Regions from separate parts of the Canis lupus genome. Here region 2 is linked to region 1. A link is a contact called in public Hi-C data. All regions are on one chromosome and are shown on one strand. Each heading gives the region's core, a stretch centred on a gene start, on an enhancer-like site or on the middle of the called end of the contact. The rest is flanking DNA. Distances are from core to core; before and after follow the strand shown.

What was found. Hi-C and Micro-C count contacts between places; a contact is called where the count stands out from the background.
Region 2: a contact with region 1 is called in a Hi-C map of blood, with 2.6 times the contacts expected there. The contact joins the enhancer-like site here to the promoter of KLF7 in region 1. A contact is called at or near these places in 2 of 9 Hi-C or Micro-C datasets (amygdala and blood).

Annotation. Positions count from the first base shown.
Region 1 is chr37:15,469,304-15,473,313 of UU_Cfam_GSD_1.0, reverse strand. It overlaps KLF7 (Krueppel-like factor 7), which reads left to right and starts at 1,750. Exons shown (of 5, transcript XM_038585552.1): 1 at 1,750-2,074; 2 at 3,715-3,954. The coding sequence starts at 3,853. LOC119867945 (a long non-coding RNA gene) reads right to left here and starts at 3,320. Exons shown (of 2, transcript XR_005385289.1): 1 at 3,211-3,320; 2 at 1-2,102.
Region 2 is chr37:15,725,459-15,729,661 of UU_Cfam_GSD_1.0, reverse strand. No RefSeq gene overlaps it. Among named protein-coding and RNA genes, the nearest start is that of CREB1, 57 kb to the left of the region's middle. Within about 2 kb of position 1,426, at least 4 of the 20 cell types and tissues checked have an H3K27ac peak or open chromatin away from gene starts, as enhancers often do. A contact at or near this core is called in blood, where this site is marked.

The DNA.
Region 1 (4,010 bases), core at 501-3,000:
TGCATAAATTTCTTAGCATGAATTCTAAAATATTCTACAAAACTTTGAAAAAAGTCATAATGAGATCTTCAGGATTTATATTGTAAGATTTTGGTTAAGTTCTTCTGGAAGTTGGATGACTGATATTACATGGACAAAAACCTCAAAGGAAGCCCCCCCTTCTCTACACCCAAGCATTTTTGTAAACAAATCTTGACTTAAAACAAGAAACTTGGGCAGCCTAGGTGGCTCAGCGGTTTAGCACTGCCTTTAGGCCAGGGCCTGATCCCGGAGACCCAGGATAGAGTCCCCCGTCCAGCTCCCTGCATGGAGCCTGCTTCTCCCTCTGCCTGTGTCTCTGCCTCTGTGTGTGTGTGTCTCTTATGAATAAATAAATATATATATAAAAACAAAAACAAAACCCAAGAAACTTAAAAGTTTTTCACTACACCGAGACCCCCATGCAAAGCAGTCTTGAAAGTCAGACGTTCCTACATTTGAGCCCCTCCTCAGCTGCTTCCTAGTTGTAGGACCTTGACCAACCCAATATTTCTAAGCTTGCATACCGTCATCCATAAAGTTGGATATAACAAAAGTCCCTGCCTCACGTTGTTGTGAGGATGAAATGAGACACTGTATATAATAAAAGCCCACTGTATGGGCTTATGTGCCCACACAGCCTGGTACACTCAAAGTGTTTAACTAGTTCACTATTATCTGTAAAATCTTCAAACCCAAGTTAACAAAAATGTCATATTTCGCTCAAAAATAGCAATGGTGTAACACAAAAAAACAGAAATCAAGTTCACTTGAGTTCACACATCAAATTATATGCTTTGGCTTTGCCTAGTGTTTTGCCTCTTGAGTTCCCTATGTCTCAGTTCCTTTACTTCCTCTGTTCACTCAAGAACTTGCAGAACATGAAGACTCCTAACTCTGGGAAACGAACTAGGGGTGGTGGAAGGGGAGGAGGGTGGGGGGTGGGGGTGAATGGGTGACGGGCACTGAGGGGGGCACTTGACGGGATGAGCACTGGGTGTTATTTTGTATGTTGGCAATTTGAACACCAATAAAGAATAAATTTATTATTTAAAAAAAAAAAAAAGAACTTGCGCTTTCCCAAGGCCTCTTCCGTATCCCCCCACACGCGAGAAACACATTTGTAATACTTATTACAAATTGGCAAGAGGCTTCTCTCTCTCTCCTCTTTCTCCAAGAATCTGGTATGTCCCCCCATGGGTCTGATTAGTTCAGATATATTATTTAGTTGACTCAGTTATCACCGGGAGATGATAATGGCTCAACATTTAGTATCCACCTAATAGCCCCATATGCTATGGCAGGTGAGTTACAGACGTTACTTGCAGTCCTCATAACCACCCCGCAAGGCAGAGCCCACTCTCTCTGTTTCTGAGGCGGTAATTAGAAGGTCTGGGCCCCTGAGCTCAAAGCCACACCAGTAAGCGACCAGTAAGCAGCAGCACCAGCGACCCTAAGGATCAAGTTAAGGCATTAGTTGGGATGTGATGGCCCTAAGCGGTTTCCTACTTCTGGGAAAGGCCCACCTGGCCTTTCAAAGAGAGGCCTCCTCATCCTGGTGCAAACACACGCGTGTGGTAGCCGGATGTCCCCTGATTCAGGTACGACGTTTAACTTTGTCATGTCATTCATCCCCTAGCACCACAGATGTGTCTACATAACACTAAACATCTCCGCACGTCCCGTGCACATAAACGCCAGCCAACGTGCCAGCTGCACTCCCACAGTGGACGCTGTAGGTCTGACCCACAGAATTCCAGACGTCGCCAAGTAGAGAAACTGGGCTCTCCCCAGACCCAGTAATTCCTGTTTAATTTCCCCGGGCGAAGTACTGAATTTCGAATCGTGCTCCTTCTAGAAAGCAGAATTTCGCAAATATCACGAGGCGGAGTCCCACAGAGTCAGGAGCGGGAAGCCGAGGAGGGCGATTAGGGTGGATGTCGCTGCTCTCGCGACGACGGGCACAGGGAAGTCTCTCATCGGACTCTGCAGTCCTTCCAGCAATGGAAGCTCAGCGCACGGCGCATTTGGGGGAACCCTGAACGACACTAACCGCGTAAGGTCAAGCAAACAACGGGCGGGCCCTTAAAAAAAAAAAAAAAGTGCGTTGTGGAGGGTTTTCATCTGAGGTAAAAAAAAATTAGGTGCGTTGTGGAGGGTTTTCATCTGAGGTAAGAGCGGGTCTACTCCGACGTGCGGGCTCCGGAGTCCGGGTCCGCCTCTCGCCTCCCCACGGCTCGGCGGACACCTCTCTCCGGAGGCCACTTGGGGGGCCTCGGGCTGGCGCCCCCCTCAGCCGCGCGCCCCGCCCCCCCAGGCGCCTTCCTTCCCTCAGAGCCGCACTCGGGCGGACGCCCCCCTCGGAGCGCCTCCAACGGGCGAGCGGCCCCCGCAGGGCGGGGGGGGCGGGGCGGGGGCGGCGCGCACCGGGCGCGGGGGGCGGGGCGGGGAGGGGCGGGGAGCGCGCCGCGCGGGGGCGGGGGCGGGGGCGGGCGCAGGTCGCTCTCCGGGCGCCGCTCCCCTTTGTTCGGCTCCATTGTGTGCCCCTTCCTCCTCAGGCGCCTCTTCCGGCGCCCCGTGCGCAATTTGTGAAGGGGCTTTGGGTGCGTTTTTCTTTTCCTTTTTCTTTTTTGTCTCTCCCCCCCACCCCGCTCATCTCTTGGTCCGCGAGGCCTCCCGGGCACGCCTCTCCTCGCGGCGCCCCGCCGCGGCCCCCGAGCGCGGCCGAGGGAAGCGGGAGCGCCCCTCCCCCGACGGCGGCCCCGCCGCGCTCGCGCCCCGCGCCTCCTCCAGGAGGCAGCCTAACCCCGCTTCCCGACCCTCGACCCTCCCGCCGGGCCGCGCCCCCGCCCCTCCGAGGGGCGCAGCCTCCGGGGCTCCGGGCGCCGGAGCGAGGCCCGGAGGCCGGCGCGCCGCCCCAGCCCGGCCGCCTCGGCGTCCCGGGAGCCGGCGCGAGCGTCGCCGCGGCCCTCCCCGTCCCTCGCGCTCGCGCTCCCGCTCCCCGGCCGCCGCGCGGCCGCCTCAGCCCCCTTATATAGCCCTCTAAAAATAGCTCGCCTCGCACCGCCTTGTAAGGCAGCAGGGAGATCCGCGGCCGGCCAATCGGCGCTCGCCGCCAGGGCCAAGCCCCGCCCCGGGCCCCGCTCCGCGCTCCCCATTGGTCCTCAGTGACTTCATGAGCCCCCTGTTTACCTTACATGGTCACACGCGGCCTAATGGACGCCCTCCTCCGAGATCCCACGGCTGCGCGGAGAGCCGGGCGGAGCGGGGGGAGTTTGGGGAGGGGGAAGAGCAGGAGGAGGAGAAAAGGAGGGGGGGAGAGACTACAAACTAGCAAGGATGGGGTGGGGGGTGGGGAGGGAAGGGAAGGGGGGGGAGAGAGAAGCGATCGCGAGAAAAAAAAAATGCAACCTCCCAAAATAAAGAGCAAAGATTGCATTAGGAGCGAACAGCGCTGCAGAAATAGATGGCAGCTTCGTGTCAGTGAGTTTGCATCCCCCTTCCTGATCCACGAGCTGGAGTGATTAGAGCCCTGGAAGGGAATTGTTACTCCCGTGGAGAAGTCCCCTTTTCCTGGCAGCCGTCTGCACTTGTACACGCTGGATGCCTCTCTCCATCCACCCCACTCACTCTCTCCTCTCTCACCTCCTCTCTTCCTCTCTCCTGCATTGATTTTTTTTTTTTTTTCCTTTTTAGTTGACTGAAACAAAACAAAACAAAAGGGCCACTGGATGTCTGCCTTCTTGGGGGGTGAGCCAGACAGACTGACAAACAAACAGACCCAACTGTGTTCGGGGGAGGGTTTCTCCTCCCGTTTTGCCCGGCAGCAGCAGCATGGACGTGTTGGCTAGTTATAGTATATTCCAGGAGCTACAACTTGTCCACGACACCGGCTACTTCTCAGCTTTGCCATCCCTGGAGGAGACCTGGCAGCAGGTGAATGATTTAAATTACTTGTGTAAATCGTGTGGTGGCGGCGGAGACGCAGGGGC
Region 2 (4,203 bases), core at 177-2,676, 260 kb before region 1:
GCCCCATGTGGACTCGACCCCAGGACCCCGGGATCAGGCCCTGAGCCAAAGGCAGACGCTCAACCACTGAGCCACCCAGGCGTCCCTGATGATTTCTTTTTTTTTTTTTTTTAAATCACCCAGCTCTTTAATGATCCTGGCCGTATTCTTTAACCCCAGGGAACCTCAGCTTCTCTGTGAACCCCCCTTCCCCGACACTGGCAGCCTGGGCTGGTGGATAAAACTTGGCATCACCTGCGGGCAGGTGTTGGTCCTGCTTCTTAGAGACCCACTTTTACCCACCTGTGAACCGCGTCTACTGTCACAGGGCTGTAGTGAAGATGTCCTTTTATAATGGATTTTATAAATGCCTGGAACATGGGGAGTGCTCAGTGAACATCAAAGGAATAGCGATGTGTGTGTTTTTAATTGAATGAGTTGCTAACATTAAAAGAATCTGTTGGGGATCCCTGGGTGGCTCAGTGGTTCAGCGCCTGCCTTCGGCCCAGGGCCTGGTCCTGGAGTCCTGGGATTGAGTTCCACATTGGGCTCCCTGCATGGAGCCTGCTTCTCCCTCTGCCTGTGTCTCTGCCTCTCTCTCTCCCTCTCTGTGTCTCTCATGAAGAAATAAATAAAATCTTAAAAAAAAAAGAATCTGGAGAGATCGCATACAATTTCTTGCTGATCCGGTTTCCTTCATGCATATTACTCACTTGCCTGGCTCCCGTGAACACCGGGGTTCCTGCACACCCCTGTATACTTCAGTTTCCCACTGTCCATTCATCGTCTTCAGATAATTCACCCCGGCCTGCGAGAGCAGCTGAAGGGAAGAAAACTTTATTTTTGCCCCTGGTTTCAGGAGCTCATTGCACCGGGGGCCTAAGAATGCTGCAGAGTCTTTAATCTAAACAATCCCAAACCCTCAGCGCTGCAATGGATCTAATTTGTTTCTTTTGTCAGATTTCATTTTGAGGTTGAAGCTTTTGAGAGACTAGGAAAGGGCATTTTGTATGGGAAATTTGGTTTCCTTCTTTCCCTGTGGCAGGTTGGGGAGGGGTCAGGATTGTCAAGCTCGGGGAGGACACCTGGGGTCTGATGGTAGAACCAAATGTCACTAGGGACCCACTCAGGAGAGGTACACTGTTGCCCCTTTATTTTGGAAAATAAAGCCCTCCCACCCTTACCTGTTAGGGTTTTCTTAGTTTTGGTTTTAACCTTGAAAAAAATTGTGTGATTTATAAAATAAGGTATCAAGGTTATTTCCTCCCAGCAGCTTTGCCCTCCCCAGGAGCCCCAGGTGGGGGGTGGAGGAAGGATTTAGTGACCCTCTCCTCTGACTTCTAGAACTGTGCTATGTTACCAAAGGAAACCACTGCTCATTTACCTAACCCTTTGCCGTTAGATGTCCAGAGGTGAATGCACTTGTTGGAACTGCTCTCAGGGTGGCAGCAGACACTCAGAATGCTGTTTCTATTTGACTTCCTGCATTTTCTGCTCATTGAAAAACACAGCACACAGAGGGGCTGCTGCGAGAACACTTTTCAGCCTATAAATCGGGGCTAGAGGAGATGCTTAATTAAATCAGTCGGGAGGTTACAGGAAGGAAAAGCAGATCTCTCCTCCCAGAGTTGACCTGGTTCAAGTAATGTGGCAGCAAGAGAGCTTGGAAATGTGTTAGTAGGACTAATGCAAATATACTAGAGTCAGGCACTTCCCTGCCAGCCTAACAAGCAAGAGATTGGATGGAGAGACGGACCAACTTGGGCTTCGACCTTCCAACCTAATTCTGTGTGCAAGAGACAGACGTGTGAAGACGGCTGGAGAGAGGCTGAATGGCTCTGTTTCAGTTTATAGTGCAAAGGACAGGCTTTCTTAAATGAACTCTATTCCAACAGCATCCTGTTATTTGGTGGCCAGGACTTGGGAAGCTAGAGGCAGTCTTATATCTGGACTCTGCGTTTGAAGGGGCGAATCATTACCTAAAACCTACCAGTTCATTGGTGGGGCAACCTGGTTTCAAATTTGGGGTTGTAGACAGTGGAGCCAGCAACCAAGGAAAGCACGTCTCTGCAGAAGGGGAAGCAAGCAGGCTGCATGTATGTAGGCTGGGGCGGCAGGCATGTCCCCAGCTCAGCCTGCCATGTGCAGGAAGGTTCCACGCGACCCAGCTGCACCCTCCTTTCTCCTTGAGCTCTCTCTGAGGTTCATGGGTGATCATGTGGCACCTCTCAATAACTTGCTCTCTCCATGCCTCCCCTCATTCAAAGATAGGATCATGATATGGAAAGAAAAAGATCAGGACACAAATGTCAGCATTTGGCTTAGGCCAGAAGACAGGAAGGCTAATGAAGTGACTTGGACTCAGGCCAAGCAGCATGGGATGCTAGAACCCTGGTCATGATCGTATGGCCCAGTCTAAAGCACACAAGTATGGTGACGAATGTCATGTAGGGAAGGAAAACAGTTTTCCTTTGCTCTCTCAGGGTCCCTGGCTGAGTCTGAAAATTAAACCAACAAAGATAGATGAATAAGAGAAAAGATACACATTTATTTAACACCAGTTTTATGCAACATGGGAGTCTTCATCAGGAAAAGGCCCGAAGAAATGGTTAAAACTGAGTGTTTCTATGCTCTGTTGGATGAAGACTGGAGAGCCATGGAAAGATATGATAGAGCAGAGAGTAGGGGCTCAAAGCAGTGAGCTGGGGGTGGGGGGTGGGGGGGGAACATAGCAAGGTCTGTTGGTTTGGGTTCCTTTCAGTGTCCCTCCGTCTTGGGAGATAACGATGCTCCTTTCTTCCACTTATGGGGAGGGCACCGCTCACGTGAGACTCTTCTGTATGACCTGCTTCAGGCAGGAAGAGCAGGTCAGCAAGTCTTCCTACACCCCCTGATTCTCAAACACCTAGAGCTTAAAAATATTAGGTAGACGAAGGTGCATATCTTAGGGTAACATATCCAAAACTCCATCAGTCATGATCCGAAACAAAGGAGTCAGTGTCTTGGAATCATTACCCACCCCCTCACATCTATACTCATGTATTGATTATGTGTGTTTTTCATTCATAATTTTCCATGACTCATTATTTCCCGTGATACATCCATATCAACCCCGTTAGCCCCTTTGGATCTATTTGTTAGCTGGATCAATTCTTGTTAGGACTTGAGGTTAAGTTAATAGTCAGAGTAGGAGGGAAGGAGAGCTTTGGGGCAGGCATTTATTCACATCTGCATCTGAGTAGATAGACACGAACCACCCCCTTCACCTTTCCTGTGTCATCCCTTCCTCTCTGGCACTGTCTTGTTCCCCAACCCCCTCCTCCTGTTTTCCTCTCCCTTACAAACTACAGAGGGGATCTGAACAACACAGTTCAGGTTTGTGAAAGAGGGCAAGGGTTTGCCTCACACTAAGCAGCAGAATGAACAGCGAAGAAACGAACAGATAAGGGATCAGAAGTGGAGAAATAAAAACAGCAAAGTCAAAAGGTGTGTGCGAGGCCTGCAGAGCAGGGGAGCTGAGGCAGGGAGTTAAGATCCAGCGCTGATGCAATGTTTGGCTTGAGCAGTTGCCCACCTGTCTGGCCTCAGCCGTAAACTCAAGGGCCAGACTGGATGTGCTCTAGGGCTGACCCTGGGGCTCCATGAGCCCACCAACCAGGGAGACACAGTTTGCAACTTAAAACTCCTGTGGCATGCTTTTAAAGTTAATTTATTAAAAAAAAACTGCCTCTGATCTGTATATTTCTACCCCATTATCAATGCTGTTATAGATGAATGGCTTATTAGAACCAATCTCAAAAAAAAAAAAAAAAAAAAAAAGGCACCAAAAGGCAGAAAAATGAAACAGGCGATGATACTAGTAGACTCATTCTGGTAAGTGAATAATTTATTTATTCCCTCCGTACTTGGGGTTGCCACTAAATCTGGACTGGAAAAACCAGTAAATATTTTTAATGTGACAAGAAAATCAAAGCATTCTGTGCATGGCACACTTTGTTACTACAAGTTTTATTTCTTTTTTTATGATTAGCCATAACCTTTTGGGCTTGATCTTATCCTATAGCCACTTGCAATCCCAAGAAGGGTGAGAGGCCAGCTAAAGCCACCGCCACGTGCTGGGCCATCTGCCAGTAATTCATGTGACAATGGCCATTCCCTTCCAAGATGTTGCATGGAGCAGACTTGTGACAGTTCAAGAATATTTATTTATATCTATCTATCTAT